3 separate regions of the Gossypium hirsutum genome follow, and all the other regions are linked to region 2. Evidence: chromatin contacts called from public Hi-C data. All regions are on one chromosome and are shown on one strand. Each heading gives the region's core, a stretch centred on a gene start, on an enhancer-like site or on the middle of the called end of the contact. The rest is flanking DNA. Distances are from core to core; before and after follow the strand shown. Region 1 holds the start of LOC107956267 (NADH--cytochrome b5 reductase 1). Region 2 has its middle 160 kb from the start of LOC121210750. Region 3 holds the start of LOC107891093 (NADH--cytochrome b5 reductase 1).

Region 1 (3,456 bases), core at 141-2,640, 250 kb before region 2:
AAAAGGACATAAACAAGGGTTTGGGCCAATCATATGCTCCGACCCTGCTGCACCATACAAAAGGGTCAGGCCTAGTACACAATTCCATTCAGGGCCCAATATAGCTCAGCATTGCTCGTAGAGACAGGCTATTCTGTTCTCCACAATGGAAGACAGAAGAAGCCTGTCCGGGGTTTGTTACTTTGGACCAATTGAGTCGTTGAAAGATAATAAACAAAGTAGAAAGTAAAATACCTTCAAAAGAATGTCCTCATATGTAACATTGGCATAAATAAGGTGTACGTTTGTCATGTCTTTTGGGTTCTCCAATATGGCTCTGGCTACCTAATCACAAACCAAAACCAGAAAACAAATATCGGAGACATGTTATACAAATATTTAAAATTTTGCAATAGGCTAAAAATAAAAACATGTGAAAAGGCAACATGTCTCTAATAGGACCAAATACATTAAAAGAAGAACTAGTTGACAAATGATTGACATACTTGGAACATTGGAGTAATGCCAGAGCCTCCAGCAATCATCCCAAATGCTCTAACTTGACCAGGTTGATACCTGAACCGCCCCTGGAAGAAACAATTCATGGAACAACATTAAGAAAATTATAATCAAAGGTGAATTCTCAAGTTGAACAAGATTCAGACAAGGCAAAAAAAAGCCCTAGGCAGCAAGCCTTCGATAATACAAGGAAAGCGTTTAAACAAACATGATGTGTTTGTATTCTATAGGAAATGCATTGCAATGGTAAGGTTGCAATTTATGGAGATAATCTAATATTTCAGGTTGCAATAAAAGCAAGATAAGTAGCTCGCCTGAAAAAAAAGTTGTTGCTAACATCAAAAGCAATGTTAACAAAGAAACATGCAGGAAATGTAATGGAGTACACTATAGACAAGAGCACTCTATGAATTCATATTTAAGAAACTGTATACCTTGGGACCCTTCACAGCAAGATAATCACCAACACACAACTCTCTGAAATGGTGTAACATCCTTCCTTGAGGATACATCTACTTACAAGAAAATTTCCATCATACAGTTAGAAGATGGGAACACTCGTATATATAAATATCACACTAAAGTTCACTCTAACCAGCAAGAAATTTTAGGAAAGTACCTTAATAACTAATTCAAAATGACCAACATCAGAATCCAATGTAGTAGGCGTATATGGTTTAATAACCTCCTCACCTTGGCTATCCTTGCCCCTGTTAAGATGAGAAGCATCTAACTTGCATACTAGTCCAGTTCGCAAGCATTTGGGAAGTATCTAAAACCATAATATAAGAAGAAATACAAAAAGGATGAATACAATAAACTGAACCTGCAACATATATGCTGTTCGATGGGAAGACCCAAAACTAAAGTAGGAGTAGGAAGTTCAAATGTCAACTTCTGTCACATTATGACTTCCTTCTGCTTAGGTCCATTCTTGATATTTTTAGACTTCCTTCTGCTTAGGTCCATTCTTGATATTTTTAGACCTTGTGTGAAATAATAAATCAGTCCCTTTTAAAAAAATTATAAAATATAATATAATAAAATAAAATTATACTAGTAATTTTATTAAGTAATTTTATTAAATAATACATTAAGTGAATAACTAACAAAATTTAAAAAAATATATATATATCTCACCAACTCAACTCCACGTGTAATAGGATATTTTGCTGAAGAGTTTTGAGTTGTGGTCTTATTAGAATTTCGTATCCTCCCTAAAAAGAAAATTGAAGTACATCTTCGAAGGTTGTTTTCCACTCAGATTAAAATTCTTGAGTAGTCAAAAGTCGTTTACACCTCCACTCAGGGATCACCTGTAAATAAATAAAGGGTTTCAAGTTTAGATACGAGACGAAAATAACGACGATGGGTTTCAACTTTAGACAGCGAATAAGATACAATGAAGATCTTTTAACTGAAATCTTTCTTAAATTGCCCACAAAATCGCTTCTGAGATACAAGGCGGTGTCGAAACAATGGATGTATCTTATTTCTAGCAAAAAGTTTAGCCTCGCCCACATTCGCTCCTGGCATGCCAAAGCTTCTCTCAACCCTCGTGCTGTATTCCTCGATGTCATTGGGATTCCTTCCTTTAACTCGTGACTGCATCCAAGTCCCCTGCTGAGATTTTATAGATCTCCTCAACTAGATATTGCAATCGTGTCAAGGCTTGCTTCTTTGCGATTCCTTCAGTAAAAATCCTTATGTTTGTTTGTGTAAGGTTTTTATCTGTAACCCTGCTACCAGGAAATTTAAGATGCTCCCTCTTCCATTCCCTATATTTAAACAGTATGAGCTGTGTGGGGTTAATCTTGCTTTTGACCCTCTTAAATCATCTTATTACAAAATTATTTCAGTTTGGCAACAGAGACGTTATTTAATATTGGAGGAGATGGGGATGGAGATGGAGATGGGGATGAAGATGGAGAGGAAAGCTGAATATTTTATTGACATATATTCATCACAAAACTGTCATTGGAGTTACCGAAAAATCAATTTCAGTTGGGAAGAGGGTATGAAATTTTATCAAGGGGTTTTCTTAAGGGTACGATTTATTGGGAGAGTGAGGTCTTTGAATCACAATATTTTGATGTTGAAAATGAATGTTTGAAACCATTGACATCTGAGGTTCATCGCCAAGGGTATCGCTGGTTCGGAGAGTGTGGAGGCTATTTGAATCTTGTAGTTGCCCTTGTGCCTAGTCTTTTAGAGTACAGTGTATTTGAGATGGCGGAGGATCATTCCCATTGGCACTTGAAGTACAGTTTAAATCTTGAAGCTGATCCGTACCGTATTCTAAAGATGAAACGTATGGTATTTAAGCTCTTGTGTGTGACTCACTCCGAGGAAGAAGGAGATTCAATGTTTATAGTAGATGAAGATGGTACCGGAATATCTTACAACTTCAAGAATAACACAAGAAAAGATGTGCGTTGCACCATCCTCACCATTTCCTCTTCCTCCATTCAAGAATATTCTCTTCGATGCTCTCTATACTTCGAGACCCTTTGTTGTATGTGAAATTAGCTAATTTCTTTCCAAAAGCTGACAAAGGAAACAACCCCAGAGTGGAATAAAACCAATCCAGACTCTCAGAAGGGAAATTAAACTATTATCAGTGAAGGTGAACTGATGGACAAGAAAAAACAAAACTGTAAAAGAAAAAGAAACAGTAAGTAATTAGACGTCGTTAGTTTTGATTTTATGTTTCAGTTTTCTCTTGATTTCTGAATGGAGGTCTTACTGAAGAAGTGGGCTTTCTTTACAGTTCAGACTTCTTCCTTGTGCCTTTCCCTGTTCCAAATATTTATCTTTTAATTTAGTTATATAAGTAATAAAATTACATATAAATTTGTCTTTTTCATTTTTTATCAAATAAATTTATTAAATATAAATTCATTTTTAAATAAAAATTATTATATTATAACACTAGTGAAAGAAATTCAATTAATAATT
Region 2 (3,723 bases), core at 929-3,428:
AAGTTTGAAAAGTATGGGACTAATGTGCAAAATTATCCAAAATGAAAAAATATTAATTATTATGGATTATTTGACATGAAATGGATTCGAATGTGATTTAATGTGATGAAAATAATTTCTTGGACTAAATTAGAAAAATTAAATAGGATAGGGACTAAAGTGTAATTTTTCTATTTTATCATGAAAAGAGACAAAATATAATTTTCTTTACTCATAGAGTTATAATAAATATTTATAATGAATGATGAACTTGATTTGATTTAAGTATCAAATTTTGAGAAAAAATCACTAAAAAATCAAAAGAAAAATTTTACTATAAAAAGATAATTTGATCAATTCTTAAGATTTTTACGATGAAAATATCATTCAAATATGATATTTGATATTATTTTGAATTGTTAGAAATTCGTATTATTGAAATGAGCTTCAAATTGAATAGTGGGTATGGGCCTTGAGCCCATTTATTGATATTTTTAAATGGTTAAATGCTCATCAGCCCTTCATTTTTTTTTCTTTCTTTCTCAGGCAGCCAACAACCCTCTTGGTTATTCCTCTTCTTCCTCTTCTTTTCCTTTTCATTTTCCCCATTTTTCTTTTAAATTTTCCATTACCAGCCTTAAGATTTTTTTAGAATCTTCGTTTAAAGAACCTCTTAAGCTCTATTCCCCCATCCATTTAATCATTCTCAACCTAGAATTTATAGAGTTTTGACAAGTGAAATTGAAACTAGAGTGAGAAAGCTGAGTAGGTGTGAGAAAAGGGTTGTTTAAAGTAAGGTTAGTAGAACATGGAACAACAAGCAAACCGAAATTAACATCTGAATAAAAGAAAAAAAAATACAAGTTTGAACTATAAAAACACATCTAAAAGAAAAAATAGAATAGTAGTAAGCTCCTACGAAGACATCATCTTTGAGCCACTAAAGCACCAACTAAAGCTTCTTTAGAAAGCCAAGAAACATGCCAAAAAATATCAATGGAAAGAAGACACCATCTTTGAGCCACCAAGCACCAACTAAAGTTGCCTTAGAAAGCCAAGAAACATGCCAAGAAAAATCAATGGAAAGAAACACCAAGAACACTGGGGGAACACAGACCAACAAACACCAAAAAAAAATAATGTAAAAAGGCTCCTTAAAGGTGCCAAAATCAAATGCACAAACTTCTAACCAGCAAAGAAAACACTTCGCAACCTCGAAAAGATTGATCAATACCAACTATCGCGGCCCCATCCATTGTATCAATTGCCGCGAGAAAACCTGAAATGATAAACCATAAACTCCCTCAAAACATACAAATCCAAGGCACTTTCTCCCTAATCCCCATTGAACCCTCCATTCAAGAAAAACTATTTCATTTTTCAATCCCATGGCCACAACAATTCTCATACAAATTATACAAATAAAAAACACAAAAGCTACATGGAAAAAAAAAAAAACAGCCCAAGCTCCAAATACAAGAGAAATCAAGCGTAAAATTTCACAGATGTCTTTGTCATCCCTCTCAATGATCCGCATTAACACAAAAATCACCTCCTCATCTGACCAACAAGCTATGAAACCAAAAGGTTTATCAAGCTCCAAAGTCTATTCCGCTTCAGCTCTCACTACTTTCCTTCGAACATTTTCGATGCCTTCGTCCAACAGCGATTCCTCGGCATCAATCTATGATCGCATCACTTCCACTTATTGTTTTCCATTTCAACACTCGATGTTCTTCCTCAATTCGTAATTATCCTATCCTTCTTCGCAGATCGCTTCAACACTTTTCATCTAAACTCTCAAGAATTTTGATAACCTGTCGAGTTCTCTCAGACCTGCTCAGAGATAAGACCCATTCAAAGCAACACAACACCAAGGATCATTACCCTACTCTGAGACATTAAACATCAATAATTCGCACACCTGCATATCTTGCTACAAATCCTTTTGATTCTTGTTCACCTATATCCTTTTGAATGTGGTATTCTTGTTCTCCAATGCATCCATTAAGCGTACTAGCTTGAATCCAACTTCTGTAACAAAACTCCAACAAATCTTAACTCTGCACAGGTCTTCAACATGTCGGTTTATAGCTCACTTCAGATCTAAAGAGGGAGAATTGTTATACTAGCTTGAACAAGTTTGGCTGACTTAGGCTAAAGCCCAAAGAAACATGTGGCTCATAAGGCCCAAGCTTTATTAAGCATTAGCTAGCAACTAAAGAACATGCCACATAAAGAGAAAAGTAGCTTTCGGCTTCCAACATACCCTATCAAAAAGGACCCTGACACTGCCCAAGCCACAAGGAACAAAATGGCCATATTCCAGACACATCAACATGCAAGGGGTAAACCAAAGCTTAGGTATAATACCGAGTATCTTCTTCCTCTCTTCATCTTCTTCACTTTATTCCGTGACTCTGTAAACATATCTCCTTACTTTCCTCCAGTATGATACACACATGCTGATTTAAGCATTGGGGAGCATCTTAGTGCCAAAATTTTGAGAGCCCCTGGCTTACATATACTTTATAGGAAGCCTAGTTATCAACCTGAGAATCTAGCCTTCAGCCCAATTCTTTACCCAAAAAGACGTAAAAAAGAAAGATCATTTTCTATTTATATTGAAAGACTGGTTGTAGTAAAATAAAAATGTATAAAGATAATATTATTTTTCATTTTTCCCCCTTCAAACTATTGCTATTATTATAAAATTTCTTCAACAAAGAGACCACAACATGAGATTGAGGAGGAACTTCAAATGAACTTTAAGTTTGATGGATACCATGTTATAAAGATAGTAACATGAAGTAGTTCAATTAAGCTTTACATTTTTTTGTGAAAACCATGTTTTATTTCTATAAATAAGTTCCCCTTGAGGGCTTCTTGAAAATAAATATTTTATTCACCCTCAGTATGGGCATGATGGTGGTGGTGAGATGCAGTATTTTCTTATTCACCCTCAGTATGGGCATTATGGTGGTGGTGAGATGCAGTATTTTCCCAGATATGGAACAAATTGTGAGCAAAATCAGTCTCTCTGGTGAGGATGATAGAGCGGTGGCCAGCATTTGGGATGTTGTGAAGCTCCACATCAGGGAATTTGGTCTTGATGTTGTGCCTAAAATCTGGTGGACTGGTTTTGTCCCTGCTGCCTACAATAACATGCACTCTTTTCTTTAATTTCATCAATGTTTCCAGGTTTTTATCCATTTCTTTTACTCCTCTGTATAGCACGTTATGTGTAGTATGCCACCCTGAATGATGGATATGCTTTGTCAAGTCCATAACCAGAAAGTTCACATCCCTGAATACTCACCAAATAAGACATCCGTTGTAATACGAAAAAATAATACCAATATCATATGATTGTTAAAACATTTTTTAAGATTATTTATTCTTTTTTTAATATATTAAAATCATTTTTGAAAATATTTTATTTAATATAAGATTAAAATTATAAAATAAAGAATTTCAAAAATCAAGATTTATAATTAAGAAAAAAATGAATATATTTTGTAATTAATTTTTACTAATACATTAAATAATTTTATAATATAAATTCAATTGTTAATTTTCATCCATCGATTATTATTGTTTAATGAAAGACATGGTTAAAATTGATTTTGACTACCTTGATGAGGTGAGGCGTTTAATAAGTGCTTCCCAAAACCTATGATTTCGGCACACTAATAAGCAGACACATCGACTCAAGTGTTCATACCACACCATGATCGACCAAAT
Region 3 (3,854 bases), core at 244-2,743, 190 kb before region 2:
AATAATACAAGGAACTGAGGATAACCACAGTTCAGCAAGTGCTAACAAGCCAAATTCAAGTAGATATGTCACCTAGACTGCTTGAACCTGCAACTTTGCCTAACTAGAGGTCATAAGTTAAAACGAACACAACAGATTTGTCTCTTGAAATGTAAGAATATACAACTTTGATCAGAAATTCAGAACAATTCACATCAAAATATTGCCCTATATTGATGCCAGTAGTTTTTAACAATTTTCTATTGCTCCAAGCTTACACTGTTCTTTATAAGCATTAAGCACCACATAATACCAGCCTTAGCCAATGATAAAGCTAACCCGCCAAGTTATAAGATTCAGTACGCAGGAATGCAATTTTTTACTAAGAAAAGGAAATAAATTAGTTTGCAATACTTGCTTCTGACAACTGTATTTGAATATTTCAAATCCTAAGATTACCTTATTAAGTGTTGGATACATAAATGTATCTGGCATTGGTATGGTTGCAATTTTCTAAGTTTTTCCATATATTTGGAGGACCCTTGGAGTCAAACATGGGTAAATCAAGAAAAATGAAGAGTCCGAGCAACATAGCTTCATGGACCAATACCTTACGGATAAAGTATCAGCCCGTGAAGAGTTAGACACAAACACAGCCATTCCGTCCAGAAAACAAGCTGTTAATATTTTATGTGACAGTCATTCACCGTCAAGCATTTCATTCAAACTACATAAGAAACAGAACTCAATCCTAAACCATATATTCAATCAGTATGCCAAACATTCAGAACCACAACAAATCAAGACCACCGGAAAACAGTCTATTATTCACTACATTCTTAACAACAAGCCATTAATCCATTTCAATACCTTACATGCCCTAAAAACCCATTGACCAAAATACAAATAAACAGGCCAAAACATACACAAAAACCCCGGGATTTAAGTACACGGTATACCTATTAGTTAACATTCAAGGACCAATCAATCAACGGGGAAAGAAAAGAAGAAACAATATTTGAACAAAATAAAAGAAATTTAACTGCTAAAAAAAACAGCATAAAGACAATTGAGTGTAAAGTCAAAACCTTTGGGTTTCCTGGAGGAAAAGAGATAAGCAGCAGCAACAAGAATGGCTAAAACAGCTACTCCTAAACCAACAAGAATCTGAACATCCATGGATTGCAGGAACTCCAAATCCATGATCTTAAGAACAAAACCCAACCCTTCGTAGCAATTTATAAAGAATAGGTTTAATTCCTAGTTTAAGTTTTGCTTGCAGAGAGGGGCTTTGGTTGGGTTTGGTTTAGAGGGAGAGAAGAAAAGATAGAGATGGGGAAAATGTTAGGTGTAGGCACAGTTCATAACTCTATGCAATGAGACCAAAGTGAAGGATCTGGTGTACCTACCACCAAAGCATGACTCTCTCCCAACTTATCATTCTCTATAGAATACAAGATATTATAAGGTAATTTATTATTTTTCCTTTAATTTATTATTATCCACAGTTCATCTGTATTTAAAAATCAAAATATTATATATATATTTAATAATGCAATATATCATTATTGCTGCAGCTAATATTTACTAATTTTTTTATTTGAAAGAAAATGACATTTAATATTAATCACTGTATTTTTCTAATGTCGCAATGGCAACTATGTGAGTCGAACCAAAGCCTGTTTTAAAATTTTTGTAACTAAATTAATTTATCTGCATTTGAATTGGTTTTATTTACTCATTTTTTCATACTTAATACCTTTTTGGGTCTCATATTATAGTTAAATTATTATTTTAGTAATTGTATTATTTTTATCAATTTAACTCTTATGTTTTTATTCTATATAGCTCGTTACACCAACCCCATTTTCTATTAAAAAATTAAATCAATCAATGGCAGGTTGTTATGTGTTAAAAATTCTAAAAAATAATTAAAATTTTAAAAAAATTAAAAATTCAAAAGAAATTTAAAATTATAAAAACTAAAAAAATAAAAATATGTTTTTGAATATTATAAAAATACTTTTTTAAAATTTTAAGGACACGAAAATTTTAAAAAAATTAAAAAATTCATAAAATTTTAAAAATGCATTTGTTTGGAATTTGGTTTTTAGAAAATTTTAGAATTTTATGAAAATTTTAAAGAAATTTATGGTTTGTTTTTCTGGAAAATTTAGGGGTTTTTTTTTTTTGCTTTTTTATGAAATCTTTTATACGTTTAAGGAATTTTGAGTTTTCTAGGTAAAAAAATACCATAAAATTCTTTAAAATGTTCATAAATTTCTAAATTTTTTTTTTAAAACCCTAAAATTCCAAACAAACAAATTTTAGAAAATTTGATTTTTTTTATACTTTTGACGTTTTACGTACTTGTAAATTTTAAAAAATAGATTAATAATTTTTTAGTTTTTAAATAATTTTATGAGTTTTAAAATATTTGGGAGCTTTTTAAAAAAATTATGATGTTTTGGAATTTTGATGAATTTTTTTAGTTCTTTTATTTTTAAAAATTTCAAGTGAATTTGAAAATTTTTTATACGTGACAGTTGTCATTGGTTGGTTTTGGGTATTAGGGATTACAAAATTAAAGTGGAGTCAAATTGATAACAAAAATAAAGTATAAGGGTCAAACTGGTAAAAAAAATACAAATATCAATGTGATAATTTAGTCAAACTGATATTTGGAATTAATCAATTTTAAGATTAAGCATTGAAAAAATAAGTACTGAAAAATTAAATATTAAAATTAAGTTATAAAATATATTTGATAAATTATATAAAATTAAATATAAAATTTAATTAGATTGTTCGCTAAAAGATAATATAATACAATAAAAAAATTAAACTTATTCTCTATTCAATGATAAGTTATTTATTTATCATTTTTTTACACTTTTTTTGTGGAAAACAAAATTCTATCAGATAGTTTTCATTATGAATAATCAAATGTATTTAAAAATTTTAAGTTACTAAAAATATTAATTTTTAATTAATTGAATTTTTTTAAACATTTTATCAAATGTTAAATTAGTTTTGTATTTTGTATATTTTTAATTTGTATGAAAATCTACCAACAATGGCCCCGAATTTCCTTATTGAACATTTTCCAACCATTTTCCTTTAATCCTTTTTGTACAAATTCAAGTCTTTTTTCCTCAAAAAATAAATATATTTTTTTATTGTAAATCTCCATAAATAATATATACATTTTGGAAAAATTGAGTGAACCAACCAATTGGGATTAGATTTATTAAAATAAAGAAATAAGGAGCATTTATTTACGTTAAAAGTTGCAAAAGCCAACAGTTTTGTCCGCACGTGGTTTTGGACTGCCTCATCTCTACTATTGGAATGCCTTTTTGAGATGACCGTTACAATTAGATCCAATATATGTAATTTTTTATTTTATTTAAGTAAACTATTAAAATAGTTAATTTTATTTGAAATATTATGTTTTAGTCATTATATTAACATGTTATAGCATTTTAGTTATTAAGCATTAATTGTCGTTAACGGTGTAACGATAAGTTAACGTGACACATTAAATCATCATTTCAAACGAAAATTTTAGGTTAAATTATACAATTGGTCCCTATATTTTTTTATTTTGAGTAATTTAATTTTTTCTTTTACGTTAAAAGATATGAAGAAGGGAAGGAAATAGAAGGGGAAGCAGAAGAGAATGAAAAAAAAAGAAAAGTTAAAAGAATATAAAAAAACGGGGATCAATTGTATAATTTAATTTAAATTTTTTATTTGAAATGACGATTTAAAATGTCATGTCAACTTACAGTTACACCATTAATGGCAAATTAATGGCTCAATAACTAAAATGTTACAACTTGTTAATGTAAGTGACTAAAAAGTAACATTTC

What was found. A called contact is a pair of places that touch in the nucleus more often than the background predicts.
Region 1: a Hi-C map of leaf shows a contact between it and region 2, with 5 times the contacts expected there. The contact joins the promoter of LOC107956267 here to the enhancer-like site in region 2. A contact is called at or near these places in 11 of 34 Hi-C or Micro-C datasets (callus, hypocotyl, leaf and 2 more).
Region 3: a contact with region 2 is called in a Hi-C map of leaf, with 2.4 times the contacts expected there. The contact joins the promoter of LOC107891093 here to the enhancer-like site in region 2. A contact is called at or near these places in 11 of 34 Hi-C or Micro-C datasets (anther, callus, hypocotyl and 3 more).

The regions. Positions count from the first base shown.
Region 1 is chrA11:91,051,715-91,055,170 of Gossypium_hirsutum_v2.1, forward strand. LOC107956267 (NADH--cytochrome b5 reductase 1) reads right to left here and starts at 1,391. Exons shown (of 7, transcript XM_041082251.1): 1 at 1,325-1,391; 2 at 1,118-1,208; 3 at 933-1,010; 4 at 486-566; 5 at 235-324. The coding sequence starts at 1,010.
Region 2 is chrA11:91,303,238-91,306,960 of Gossypium_hirsutum_v2.1, forward strand. It overlaps the pseudogene LOC107956917. Among protein-coding and RNA genes, the nearest start is that of LOC121210750, 160 kb to the right of the region's middle. Within about 2 kb of position 2,179, at least 7 of the 9 cell types and tissues checked have an H3K27ac peak or open chromatin away from gene starts, as enhancers often do. A contact at or near this core is called in leaf, where this site is marked.
Region 3 is chrA11:91,115,536-91,119,389 of Gossypium_hirsutum_v2.1, forward strand. It overlaps LOC107891093 (NADH--cytochrome b5 reductase 1), which reads right to left and starts at 1,494. Exons shown (of 9, transcript XM_041082252.1): 1 at 1,068-1,494. The coding sequence starts at 1,182.